Linked DNA regions of Mus musculus: regions 1 and 3 are each linked to region 2. A link is a contact called in public Hi-C data. All regions are on one chromosome and are shown on one strand. The core of a region is the stretch at or near the end of the contact, and the rest is flanking DNA. Distances in the headings are between cores, read along the strand shown.

The links. A called contact is a pair of places that touch in the nucleus more often than the background predicts.
Region 1: a Hi-C map of uterus shows a contact between it and region 2, with 4 times the contacts expected there. The contact joins two enhancer-like sites. A contact is called at or near these places in 7 of 484 Hi-C or Micro-C datasets (LSK cells, nephron progenitors and uterus), 1 of 115 datasets of contacts at active chromatin or transcription factors (large pre-B cells) and 1 of 9 other capture datasets (embryonic stem cells).
Region 3: a Hi-C map of uterus shows a contact between it and region 2, with 2.0 times the contacts expected there. The contact joins two enhancer-like sites. A contact is called at or near these places in 4 of 484 Hi-C or Micro-C datasets (liver, nephron progenitors and uterus).

The regions. Positions count from the first base shown.
Region 1 is chr4:105,910,856-105,915,355 of GRCm38.p6, forward strand. No RefSeq gene overlaps it. Among named protein-coding and RNA genes, the nearest start is that of Gm29922, 67 kb to the left of the region's middle. Within about 2 kb of position 1,581, at least 11 of the 459 cell types and tissues checked have an H3K27ac peak or open chromatin away from gene starts, as enhancers often do. A contact at or near this core is called in uterus, where this site is marked.
Region 2 is chr4:105,721,120-105,725,965 of GRCm38.p6, forward strand. No RefSeq gene overlaps it. Among named protein-coding and RNA genes, the nearest start is that of Gm29922, 120 kb to the right of the region's middle. Within about 2 kb of position 1,497, at least 4 of the 459 cell types and tissues checked have an H3K27ac peak or open chromatin away from gene starts, as enhancers often do. A contact at or near this core is called in uterus, where this site is marked.
Region 3 is chr4:105,552,886-105,557,486 of GRCm38.p6, forward strand. No RefSeq gene overlaps it. Among named protein-coding and RNA genes, the nearest start is that of Gm40217, 240 kb to the left of the region's middle. Within about 2 kb of position 2,301, at least 17 of the 459 cell types and tissues checked have an H3K27ac peak or open chromatin away from gene starts, as enhancers often do. A contact at or near this core is called in uterus, where this site is marked.

The DNA.
Region 1 (4,500 bases), core at 331-2,830, 190 kb after region 2:
TGCCCAGAGAGAGGAAGCAGCTGACTTCTGGTCCGTGTCTCCAGTTTCCGACTACATCTGGAGCAGGGAACTAGCTGGAAGACAGCACAGATAGAGATCTAGTGCAACCCAAGCAATACTGTTGGGCTGGGGAAAGGTCTAGAAGCTACAACAAGAACTTAAAAATATCTTCCCTATTGCAGATGAGTTCTGGGCCCCGAGAGAATATGGTATTCCATACAAGTCCCAGGGTTCATCTTCCCCACAGGGACAGTGCAGCATGCACTTGGAGGTTGGGAGGGGAGATGGTTAACAAGCTCTCACTCTAGAGATGGTTATTTCCTAGGAAATCATGTGGCAGGTTCGATGTAGTTCTCATGACTGTCCATAGAAATGGACACAGCCATGCCAAGTGATAGAAGAGGGGACAGAGAAGCAAGGGGCACCTAGGATCCAACTTGTCACAGGTGAAGCAGGTGGCCCCAGCTGAAGGCCAAGCTGTTGAACAAACCCACCCCCACCCCCCCCACCCCCGCATGAGGTAGCATCTCCTCATTCTTTCTCTAGAAGAAGGCAAGATATTTGCTTGCTCTGATCATTTAAGAGAATATTATTTGTATGCCATGGTATGTTCTAAGTCTGATTCCTCCATGTTTTTCTAGGCTGAAGGCAGATACTAGGGTGCTCCAGAAGGAAGCAAGGGAGAGAAAGAGAGAGAGAGAGGGAGGGAGGGAGGGAGGGAGGGAGGGAGGGAGGGAGGGAGGGAGGGAGGGAGGGAGGGAGGGGAATAGAACAAGAAATCCTTCCTTGGCTCCCACATCTCTTCTTTATGTTCTAGGATCAGCTCAACACAATAACGATCATCAAATGTACACAGCTCTCAGCTTTGGTTAAATACTTTTGTGTTCTTTGAGCCCTCTGATCGCCCTGTGAAGGGAAAAGGGATCCTACTTCATGAACGCTGTCATGAGTGGATCACCTCTGGAGGCTTGCCAAGTTCTAACAGCTGCGAAGGCTGTGAAGTGTGAACCTGGCCATAGCCTGGCCCTCCGGAGGTCTGTTTCCACCTGTCTCCTCAAATAAAAGAGCTGCAGGCTGTGGATGAGTGGTGGTCGGCCTGTGCATGACAAGGAAGAATTTGGTTCAGTGTGGCCTACCAAGCTCTGCCCCCACAGTCAGGGCAGTGACTAGCTTTAAAGGAACACAGGCAATATGACAGCCACACAGCTGTGCAGCTTGAGGGGTCTGGGAGCCTCCTGGTGACACCAAGGCTGCAACCCTCAAGGCCTGCAGGAGCACAGACAGAGGGGCCCACACTGTGAGCTGAGACCTCTGAGCCACATCTAGGGTCACAGCAGCCATATGGCATCCCGAGGCCACAGCAAAGAAGAAGACAGGGCAAACCTCCGGTCTGTCCCATCCCTTGAACTTTCCATAACTTCTCGACACCAACAATTAGGACTCCTATTGGATCTGATCAAACCTGAACACTATTCAGGAAGCTTGAGGCTATTGGTGCAAGGGGCTCGTACAGGTGGGGACTACCCCAGGTCCCTAGGAGAGGAAACACAGCACCCCGTACCTCAGCAGCACTCTGGTACATCTGGACTTTCTCCTTCATTCCTTGGCGCTGTGCGAGTTGATGAGCTGTGGAGCACAGCCAGAGTGTTTTCAGAACTGTTAGCTATTATGTCCTAAAAAATAATAAATTGCATGCAGTGATCTGCTTCTTTCTTTCAAAGCAACTGCAGAGCCAAAACCCCAGGCTCTCTCTAGGGCACACATTGCCTGGTCATCAATGGGGGAGGGGGATCTATATCCCCAGATACCCCCACTTAATCTCAATTCCTCACTCAGCACCAGATGCGAGTCCTCTTGGTCCCCTGATACCGTGACACCCTTACAGGCTTCTCAAAGCCCTGTTGGCAGAGTGAACTGAGATCCCAGCCGTAGGCAACCCTCTCCTCAAGACACTGGCTCTGAATAGATTATTTCAGATCATAAAACGTACTGATCCAACAAGCTCAAATCCACAAATAACAGGCTGTCCAGTGAGTAGGGAAGTTACCATTGTGTCAGCTAGAAAAGCCTGCTCACCGTATGCCTTCTGCTTTCTACTCTTTTCCACATCTGCCTGACAACTTTCTCTCTTGTCCCACCACCTCCTCCTTCCTCTCCCCTCTTCCCTCTTCTTCTGTCTTCTCCCCCACCCCCGTTCTCCCCTCCCATATCTCCCTATTATCTCTATTATCCCTCTCCTTTCCAGGCTTCATGTTGCCCCCACACACACACCAGCCCAATGCATACCTCTCTGCCTTTCCTTCTTCACTTTAGAACCCTTGGGACAGCTCTGTAGCAAACAAAGTTTGTGACTGCCCCCCAACACACACACACACACACACACACACACACACACACACACACACATTAGAGCTGGGGCATCTTCAGTGATGCTGTTTAAAACCTATTGCTTACTATTTGGCTGAGGCCACAGTTTTAGTAGGGGTGTTAAAAGCTGACCACTAGCTGATAGATACACAGTTTCAGACCCAGAAATGGAAATTCTGGGCCCAACATGTCTGGGATATTAGTGTATTAAAAAGCATAAGAAGGGCTGAGACTATAGGTCAATGTAGAGATCTTTCCTGGCAAGATCTGTGTGAGCTCCTAGTTTACTTGCCAAGCCTGAGAACAAACAGAAACAAAGAAAGGGGGTTGAGAGATTGCTCCTTAAGTAAGAACACTTACCATGACTGCAAGAGGACCTGAGTTCAAATCCCTAACATCAAGCCTATAAGCCCAGTGTTAAGGGCTTAGAATGGTTCCTCTAGGAGCTTGTGCCTAACTGAAACAGCAAGCTCAAGGCTCGGGGCTGTCCTAGTCAGGGTTTCTATTACTGGGATAAACACTGTGACTAAAGCAAGTTGGGAAGGAAAGCATTCATTTGGCCACATCACAGTGCATCATTAAAGGAAGTCAGGACAGGAACTCAAACAGGGCAGGAACCTGGAGGCAGGAACTGATGCAGAGGCCATGGAGGAGTGCTGCTTCCTGGCTTGCTCCTCATGTCTTGATCAATCTGCTTTCTTATAGAACCTAGGACAACCAGCCTGGGGTAGCACCACCCACAATGGGCTATACCCTCTGAATTAATAACTAATTTAAAAAATTCTCTATAGGCTTGCCTACAACCTGATCCTATGGAGGCTTTTTTTTTCCCTCTGAGGTTCCCTCTCAGCTAGCTTTAGCTTGTACCAAGTTGACATAAAACTAGCCAGAACAGTAACACATGCTCTCAAAAACAGATGAAAACCATAGAAGAAGACACATCATAATACTCCTCTGGCCTCTACATATACATACATACACATACACATACATACACACACACATACATACATACATACATACATACATACATACATACATACATACATAAAATCAAATCACAAGACATGGGCAGTTCTGTTTGCAGCATTCAGTAGAATTAACCAGAAAGTTGGGAAATGTCTGTATCGCTAGCTCTATGATCTTGCAGAAATGTACTCTATGTAGGTCTCCATTCCTAACTTTCTGAGAGGTTCTGAAGCCTTGTTCTGTCCCCCCAGGAAGAATTTAAGGTCACCTGGGTTCAACAACAAGAGAGCTATGGATGATGGTACAAACCAAGAGCAATAGCATTATGGGACACATATCCCTAGCATGGAGTAAGAGGAGTGAACAGAGTAAGGAGGGTCCCACATGAACTCAGTCATCAGCTGCTGCAAGGAAGCTCCCTTTGAAGCTGGGTGCCTGCACTTGGGAGACTGTGGAGGGGGCAGTAGGGCCAAGGAGAAAGAAGCAGGGGACACTCTAGACAGAGAGGGCTCAGCAATGTCACAGGAGCCTTGTCTTTCAGAAACTTGTCCCAAATTGAGGTAAGGACATTTATAATCACAGAGGTTGGGGGGTGGGGGGAGCTACCATTGACAACTGTGAGTGGCTCAGGAAAGGGAGAAGCTGTGAGAAGTGACTGAATTCCTGAAAGGGGACTAAGAGTAAAGGGCTGTCTGCTGGCAGCCCTCTCAGCACCTAGAGGAATAATTCCTTTGATGTACAGAAGTGGTCTGGGCCATGTTTCCAATGTCCCCTGCCTTGTCCTTATACTGACATAAATACAGTGTTTTATTTCCTCACGCAGTTAGGGAATAAAAGTATGCTGATGTACTTACAGGGGAAATTATTTCTACCTTAAAAAAACCTAACTACTGACGAGCTGTTCCCAAGACACAGGTCAGAGGCATTGTACAGAAGCTGAAGGAGACCAACAGTGGAGTCCCAATGAGCCCCTAGACTTGCACGTTAGGTCCCCCCCTACTGGCCAATTCAAGATTTTGCCGCTTGGATTTCTTATCTCATTGCCCCTAGACTTCAACGCAGTCTGTGCTTCTGTCCCCTCAGAAACACTCAGGATTCCTCTTGCGGGTCTGACTCCCCATCCTCACTGGAAGCCTCTTTCTCTACATCTCCTCCTCCCCTCTA
Region 2 (4,846 bases), core at 247-2,746:
AGGGGACTGCAAGTTTTCTTCAAAAATGCAGACCTTGTTAGGACCCCAGACCTCAGCAAATGGCCCCATACCCATGCACACGTACTGGCACCACTAAGCACAGACAGAGAAGTTGGGAGAGAAAAGCAGAAGGGGTATAGGAAAGGAACTGGTCAGGGAAGAAAGGGTGGCTTTTATCAAAACACACTACTTGTGTATGAAATTCTCAAATAATAATTCAAAATGTCAATAGAAAGTTTAAAGCATCACTCTCATTCAACTAATTAGATTTCCCAATTCTAATTATGTGTGTATCACTTTTGTGAGTTTGTTGATGCATGTTTATACCAGTTACATCGGCATTTTTTATGCTTTCTTTTAACATGCGTAATCATTTTAATCACATAAGTGTGTTTTACAAGGACACTTTATATAGCTCTCATGGGGAGAAGATTAGCATGTCCATAAAGAATCATGAATGGCAAAGACAACCACAAAATTACAAAGAAAATAACATCGCTCGCTAATGCACCGCTGCCTGGTGCTGGAGTTGGAGGTGTTCTTTATGTATCCTCTACTCCGAAATGGGGTGGGGGTGGTAGGGGGTGGAGGTTGGAAGGCTATTATGCAGCTTGGTGGTAAAGTACTTGCCTAATGAATTAGGAGGATCCTGGGATTAATCCCCATATTCAGACAGGTGTTAAAGACCAGTACCATACTGACAGATGAGCCAAGATAATTATTCATGGAATAGTAAAACAGTTCTCTCCTTCCATGACCTCTTGTTATCAATCACCCCAAGCCATTTGGCATTCTCCTGGAATCAAATACCCCCTGGCTGGGTATCTACTGAGCTACACCCCCTGTGAAATTCTCCACATACTGATTTAGCCAACATCTGCTCTCAAGATATCAAAGAGTATGTCCGTTACTGATACATTCTTTAAAGACAAAGGTCAGCTGTGGCCTTTGAGGTTTTTGGTGGACCAGTGTAGAAGAAGAAAGGATGAAGCAGCCAAAATCTCTATGCTTGCAGTATTTTATGAGATTTATAAAAAAAATTTCAAAGATCTATTTTTTTTTAAAAATAAGCCTTGTTGATTGGGAGGGCACCTCATGACCTTAACTGGACTCATAAAAGCTCAGCCATCCTCATAGAATCACTGTCCCCAGGCCACCAAGGTGTGCTCACCAAGATGGATCAAAGGGACAAGTGCAGATGGTAGTTGCTAGGCATGGAAGAGGGAAAAATAATCCTTGCAGCCTGTGGCTTGCAATGGAAGAGAAGCTGCAAAGACTCAGAGGGAAGGGCAGAGGCGAGCACAGTTAAGCAGAGTTGAAAAACATTGTTGGCTGTTCCACAAAACCCAGCAGAGCCCTGATCATCTCTGGAGTGGGAGATTTAAAAGGTCAAAAACCCAGAGATGGGATTAAAGTCCCAAGCAGTTTTATGGGCCAAGCAATGATTCAAAGGATGAGCTGGCTAATTCCCATCACACAGATGAACAAGGGGACTGAGGAGTATCTAACCTACGAGGACGTGCATTAACCCAGTCTGAATGACTTACTGTTACCATATTTGGGCTAACTTCGAGTACAGGAGAAGAGTGAAAAATGAAGAAAAACAAGCTTCCCCATAAAAAGGAATCGTAGAACTTCATGTCCCAGCAAGTGGGTAAAAATGTTAACATTGCTTTTTTATGGCCTAATAAATGTCTTTCATAAAAATTGTTGAAAACATACTCCCTAGATCTCTTTATTAGAAAGAATAACATATTATTGATCAAAAGGAGAAGTTGATCAGGAAAGAGGGTTAAAGGGATGGCAAGGCTTGGAAAATATCGACCATCTTTTTAAACTCCATGGACCAGTAAAATAAGAATTTTATACATGTGATAGAAATAGGTCCAGAGAAATGAAGTTACTTATCTGTTGGTTGGAAGTTAAAAGATGCAGACATCCAGACTTAAAACCTGTCTAAATGGAAACCTCTCCCACCCAACCCTCAAAGCTTCTCTAACTCCCTACAGGTGGCATGTGTCGGGACAATAGTAATGGCCCATGCCTGACTGGTACCCATATCTAAATTTTTAGGAATTCACAGGTTAACTATGTAAGCAACACTTAATGATGATGCTGAGCTCCATTTTTAGAACATTGTGGAACTTTATGGATCATGACATGACAGTCTGCCCTGTTTTACAGATAGCCACATAAAGCTCAGGCAAGGTATACCAGATGGCTGGACTAGCAGGCGGTGGCCTTGTTCATTCACTTCCCACTGCATGTTAGTAAATTCTGACAGCACATGTCCAAGAAGAGTGTAAGTGATTTCCACCAAATGCCTTTCGTTGGGGTTCATCTATAATACTGGAATAATTAGTTTTCTAAAGTGAATTGCTCTAGGGAAATTGAACTTTTCAAAGTAGAATTTAGACTGACCTTGTCTTTGTTGTCATGAATTCAAGCCAATTTGTAGTCAATCACTGTACATAGTGAGAATGCCTCAGTTAAATATCTCACTTAGTGGGCAACAATAGGAGGAATTTAGGAAACATATAGCTTTTGTATAGTCTTTGTCACCACAGTGGTCATAGTGTCTCATGGCATGATCAGATAGGCATAGGACATGTATATACAAACCCCAGGAAGCAAACAATGAAAAGTGGGAAAGATAATTAAATATGTATCATATTAATTCTAAAATATTTGTTTGTCTATGAGGTTATACAGATACCGAGGATAATGAGGATAATTCTCCCCAGTGAATCACTGTCTTCAGTCCTCCAAGTGTTCATATTAATGTGTCCAATTTAATGTGTCAATCTCAATATCTATATTTATATATATTCCATATATTTCACTTATATGATATATTCCGTGTGTGTGTGTGTGTGTGTGTGTGTGTGTGTGTGTGTGTGTGTGTGTGGTGTCTCAGAGGGAATCCCTGCATGAGGTTGAAATTTCAGACTAGTACAGCCAGTATCTTAGTTAGGGTTTTATTGCTGTAAAGATACACCGTGACCAAGGCAACTGTTATAAAAGCAAGCATTTAATTGGGGATGGTTTACAGTTTCAGAGGTTTGGTCCATTTTCATCATGGTGGGAAGCATGGCATCTTGCAGGCAGAAATGGTGCTAGAGGAGCTGCGAGCGCTAAGTCTTTTCCTGAAGTCAGCCAGGAGACTGTGTATTTTCACACTGGGTATAACTTGAATATTTGAGACCTCAAACCCCACCTCCACAGTGACATACTTCCTCTAACAAAACCACACTTCCTCCAAGAAGGCCACACCTCCTAATAAAGCCACTCCCTACGGCCAAGCATTCAAACTCATACCTATTCAAACCACCAGAGCCAGCCAGCAGGCAGATGCACTAGAAATAGCAACATCCCTTCATTATCCTCTGGATCTGTGTAACTCACAGACCAACAAACATTTTAGATTAATATGCTCCAGATTTAATTATTTTTTCCGCGTTTCATTGTTTGATTCTCTAGTGTTTGCCATAATTTCCAACATATTCCACATTCTTTTGGAACTACACGATGGTTTGATTAAGTGTCTCTCTATGACAGTGCTTCAAGGTCAGAAATAGGATGAAGGGATGGAAGTTCTGGAAAGCCAGCCTCTTCACCGTTACAGACTAAGAACTATTGGAAGTATTAAATACAGGCCAACAACAGACCGACACCAAAGTAGTAAATTCCCTAAAACTGGTGGCTATTGCTTATGTATTAAATAAAGACTAGACTAAACAACACTCATGCTTCCTGTGAACGCAGGGATTCTATAATTACAGAGAGCAACAACACCAACAAGAGAAACTGCAAATCTGCACATCCAACCTAGAAGGGAAAAGGTTTGTTTACAGCTCCCCAAGGCTGCCACATGGGCCAGCACTGAGGAAAATACTTTGTGGTGAAATTTTCTAAGGCAAAGCCGATTGAGACATCCTGTTATTTAGCAGGTCTAAGTGTAAAAGGTCACTATGTCTTAGATTAGGGAGCCAATAACCAAACAAGCTTGCTCAGGTAAAGTTCCACATTGTTCTTAGAAAGGGCCCAATGGAATGTGTGTAGAAAAGGTAACATTCAAAAGTACTCTTCCATGAAACAAATGCTGAAGACGAGGAAAGCCGAGAAACATTTCTAGCCCTCTGGAAGGTTGTGTAGCAAAAAGTCAACAACTGGTACATTTGGATGCCTGCACCATTACTGGGAAACTGAACCCCCAGACACCAGAATACTATGGTAGACTCGGAAATATCTACAGGGATTTGTTCTTGATGATTAAAATAAAATAAAGTATAAGATAATGTCGTCAGAAGAGCAATTGATCACTTATCCTCTGCTCTGGGACATTGCTGGCTATTAGGATGTTAGTTTCTCCCTACCCCCCCCCCACCTAACCCCAAAAGCATAGAAAACTTCCTGCTGGATGGTTGTGAGAGCAGCCAGGAGTCACAGAGGGAGAGACAAGTGTGGAGTTGTTTCATTTCTTAGTAACTTTCCAAGTGTTTTCTGCAAGCTGGGAGTGGTGGATGGAACTGACTCCCTTGTCCTTGTGTCCAGTGTCCATCCTTCAGGGCTTCCTGGCACCAACATCCTGAATTTTCTTCAGAGAGCCATCCAATCTACATTTCTACCCAGTGAAGTTGAGCCCGCATCTCGATTCAGCTTCTGCTTTTAAAGCTCTCACTGGTGCAGGGGAGAGCCAGAGGCTAAACTCTGGGCTGGGCAAGTAGGAGATGAGTTTCCTGGAGGCTTCTGGGCAAGGAGCATACATCATATCCTGGGAGTCGCCATTTTTCCTGCTGAAGAGTCTGAGAAGCATATGGCCCTAGACCTGTGGGTAGTCTTGTTT
Region 3 (4,601 bases), core at 1,051-3,550, 170 kb before region 2:
AATTTACTACTATGTGGTAAGTACTATATACTTTTTATAATCTATTTTTCAAGTGATAAACGAAGACTTAGAATGTTCATTTGGGGAGTGGTACAAAGTTAGTAAATAGATGAGCTGAAATTTGATTACCTAATCTGCTGATCTCAAGCTCTGGCTCCCTTGTCAATGGCCTAGTCTCTCATCAAAAGCATGCAGTTTCATACTAATCTGTTATTGAATGACTCATGGTTAAGATCTGCAAGCTTGAGGACCGGGCATATGTCTCAATGGGTAAAAGTATTTGCTATACAAGTCTGATGTCTGGGTTTGATTCCTAGAATTCACATGGGAAAAGTTGAGAAGTGACTCCTACAATTTGTTCTATGTGCTCACCATGGCAAGTTCATACCTGTTCTCTCTCTCTCTCTCTCTCTCTCTCTCTCTCTCTCTCTCTCTCTCTCTCTCACACACACACATACACACGCATACACACACGCACATGCACACATGTGCAAACACACACATGCACCATATATCCACATAGTAATAATTAATATAAATTAAGTTAATAAAAATAAGAAAGACTTCCAGGCTTGGTAAAGAGAACACTGCTAAGAATTAAGAGACTTGAGTCTTGGCCTTACACATGCCAATAACTCTGTTCTTCAATGATCTTGTGTGTGTGGGGGGTGTTCTTTAATTTTCTGAGTCTAGTTTCCCTATCTATCACATGCAGGGACTGTATGAAACCAGTGGTCACCACTAGTTTCCTTGGGCAGTGGTGATTTTCTTCTTTAGGATCACTCATGCCTGCAGGACTGAGTACAGGCATCCAGTGGGCAGAAACCAGAGATGTGGCTGATCATCCCACAGTGTGTCCAACAGCCACACGTGGTGGATAATTCTGTCAACTTGACAGCTCACTAGTGAGATCTACCTTTAGATATGTCTGCCAGAACCTTTCCAGAGAGGATTAGCTAAGCAGTCAAACACTGCTCCCAGGCCCCTCTTCATGTGGGCAGCAGCACCCCACAAGCTGATGCTAGCATCTTAGGCTGTACACAAAGGGAGAACAAGAAAGCCTGCTGAATGCCAGCACTGCCTCCCTTCATCCTTTCCCACTGGAATGTAAGAAACCCAGCTGTCTCCTGCTGCTGCCACCAAGGATCAGATAGGATCACCTCCATACCTTCCCTGCCTTGATGGATCAGAATTCTTCAAACTGTAAGCCCAAATAAATCTTTCCTCTCTAAGTGGTTTCTTGTTAAGTGTTTGGTCACCTAACAAAAGCTCACCCCCTAACCAAGAACTGTTGTAAAACAACACTAGTGTTCATGTTGTGAAACCAAGACTTGGTCCTTCCACTTCCAGAAATCTGAGTCTTTAGAATTGTTTTTCCAGAAATTTATCTAAAATTCAAATGACTTCTTGTTTCTGAATCACACGTTCCTCCTTTGTGAAACAAAACAAAACAAACAAACAAAAAAAAAAACTAAACAGCGTAACCCTGAAGATTCTTTTGGCTTTAAAAGTATCAAGCCTGTGATTAACAGGGGAGTAGTGAAAATAAATGCTATGGTTTTAAATCTAAGATAATGCAAGTCATTTTACATTTTTGTCTGATTAAAACCAGTGCTGAGCAAGTCCTTAATCCCCACAGGAGAAGTTTGCAAACTTGAAGCCTGTCGTGAACTGAACCCAGTCTACAGATTCTTTTATTTATTGTTATTATTTTTATGGCCAATAGTGTATGTTAAAATTTTGTGAATTAGGGGCCAACAATGAAAGATGGAGTATATCCAGTAAAAATACAGACTTTCAACCTTCCTTCCTTCCTTCCTTCCTTCCTTCCTTCCTTCCTTCCTTCCTTCCTTCCTTTCTTTCTTTCTTTCTTTCTTTCTTTCTTTCTTTCTTTCTTTTGCCGGAAGACCTATAAACTCTGGCCTTCATTTTTGCATGACAGTGGTTAGGTCAAACTAAGAAAAGCTGTCTTCTAAATTCCCAGATCACCAGAGATCTTGCCTCACAGGTTTGGATCCCACCTGATTACTTTTCATTTGTTTCTATCACCTACCTGAGTGACCCCTCTACCAAGAGATTTACTATTTGTATTCTACAATCAACAGTGAGCATGTGGAATACCCAGAAACGCACTCCCTAAGCACTTAGAATTGTGTAATCTCAAAATAAAATAAATGACGTTAAGTGTGTGAGTTGAGTCCAAGCAGCCAAGGGGAGGTCAGAGTAGAGAGAGAAGGCTTTTCGATGCCTGTGTGAAACAAAGTGCTGAGATTTAATGACAGTGTGAGGCAATGGTGTTCTGTGTCTGCCAACTAGCGAATTGTGGTCCCGAGCTAGCTTATTGGGAGTGCAGTGAGCTGATGGGGCACTGGCCAGTCCCATTCTCACTGATGTACATGTACGTCTGAATCATCACACTTGTTTCCTGGAACAACATTTCATGTGCTGCTTTAACGAGGATTTGGACAATAGATTCATGAGATGACTTGGAATAGCTTCCCGTGAGTGAGATTCCAAATCTGGAGCCGTTGATTCTGGAGAACAGATGACTTGGGAGGTAAGGAGGGGCTCCCCCCAGATACTGGCAGCACTGTCTTGAGGGAGAACAGGTAAGCATCATGCCTTCCCACATCTCCTCAGGCTTGCCTTGAGCTCATTGTATAGCCTGATACCCACTGAAATTCTCTAGTCTCCCAGTGTTGGAATATTAGGTGTGTGCCACCATACCTTAACTTAGATGGGAAGCTTGGACTGTTGCCTGGCTGTATCTTACTATTTAGAAAACTGGATCTTCTATGCAGGTCAACATTCCAAGGGGGATGTATAGCTCTGTTGTGTTCGTTAAGAACCCACATATGTGCACATTTAGGCCCAGCTTCCCTTTTTGCTACTGTGAGCTCTTGTTGACGACTTACCTCCTCACAGCGGTACTCTCTTATTTGTAGATAATGGGGGTGTCACTCTTCTGTTATGGTTATTGTAAACACTAAAGAAGACATTTTATGTAAATGTACTTGTCTCTGGGCTTCTCAGCACTATTGACATTTTAGGTTAGGTATCTTACTCTTGTGGGAGGCTGATTTGTGTATTATGGTATGCTCTGTCCTCTTCCACATAGCGGTGACAATAGAAATTATCTACACACTTGCCAAATATCTGTTGGAGACACAATTTCCCTCTCATTGAGAGAAATTAACTTGTTTTTAGCTGACAGCTGGTGCCAAATGCTGGATATGCAAGTGAGGCCATCTGAGACCTGCAGTCAGTCAGTTTCCTGGCAGAATGCACACATATGAATGAGCCTGCCAAAACAAAACAAAACAAAACAAAAAACCAAAAAACAAAACAGAAAAAAAACACCAAAACACCAAAAGAACCATCTGCATAAAACTGTGAATCTTAGATGTCATTTATTATACCACGTTCACATTCGTTCTCCCTTCCTGCTGTCCTGGCCATGTTTCTTCTTCCATTTGCTTCTCCAGTTATTTCTCCATTCTGCTTTCTTATTACATCAATGCCTTTACTCTACTTCCTGACTCTCTTAAGATCTCTTCCTTCTCTCTCATTATCCCCTATCTGGAATCATGACCTAAAACAACACACATATATAAATATACATATATATAAATATATACATATAAATACATACATATATACATATGTCTATAAGTAATACAAATGTAAAGACACACACACACACACACACACACACACACACAACTTTAAGTCTAGGTTCTACCTAATCAGAGAAAAGATGAAGCATTTGTCTTTCTGAGCCTTGTTTATTTCACTTAACACTGTGACTTCTAGTTCTAATCATTTTCCTGCAAATGTCATGACTTTTGTTTTCTTTTTGGCTGCATAAAACTCCATCGTATATATGTATCACACTTTCTTTACACATTACTCTGTTGACTGATATTTCAGTTGGCTCTGGGAACAGTACAACAAGAAAAGATGTGTATTACATCTGTGGTATGTACCTGTAGAGTCCTTCAAGTATATACCCAAGAGTCATAAGGCTGAGTCACATGATAGTTCTGCTTTTCGTTTTTTGATGAATTGCCCCTCTGATTTCTACAGTGGCCACACAGCTGTCTATCTCCAAGTGCAATAAATGCTCATTCCTCTTTCTCTACATCCTCACCAGTGTTTGTTATCTTTTTTCCTTGTGATAGCCATTTGACAGGGAAGAGTGGAAGCATAACACACTTTTAATTGCATTGCTTTGGTGTCCAAGGATGATGAACACATTTCAAAGAATTCGTTTATTATTATAGTTCTTTTGAGAACTATCTACTCAGTTCATTTGTTATAAGATTATTTAGATTTTTGGAGTTCAATTTTTGCAGCTCTTTATATAGCCGAGATATTAATAATCCTGTCTGATGTGTAGTTGGCCAAGATCTTTTTCCCGTTCTGTCGGATTGTTGTTGGTTGCTTCCTTTGCTGAGAACTGACAAGTGGGACTTTTGAGTCTCACGTAGTCTCCCTTGTTAGTTCTCAGCATTCTTTCCTGAGGATGTGATGACTTTGGAGAAATCTTCTCATCCACTCCAGGAACCATTTCCTTTGGAAACCGAAGAGCCTTTTAGAAA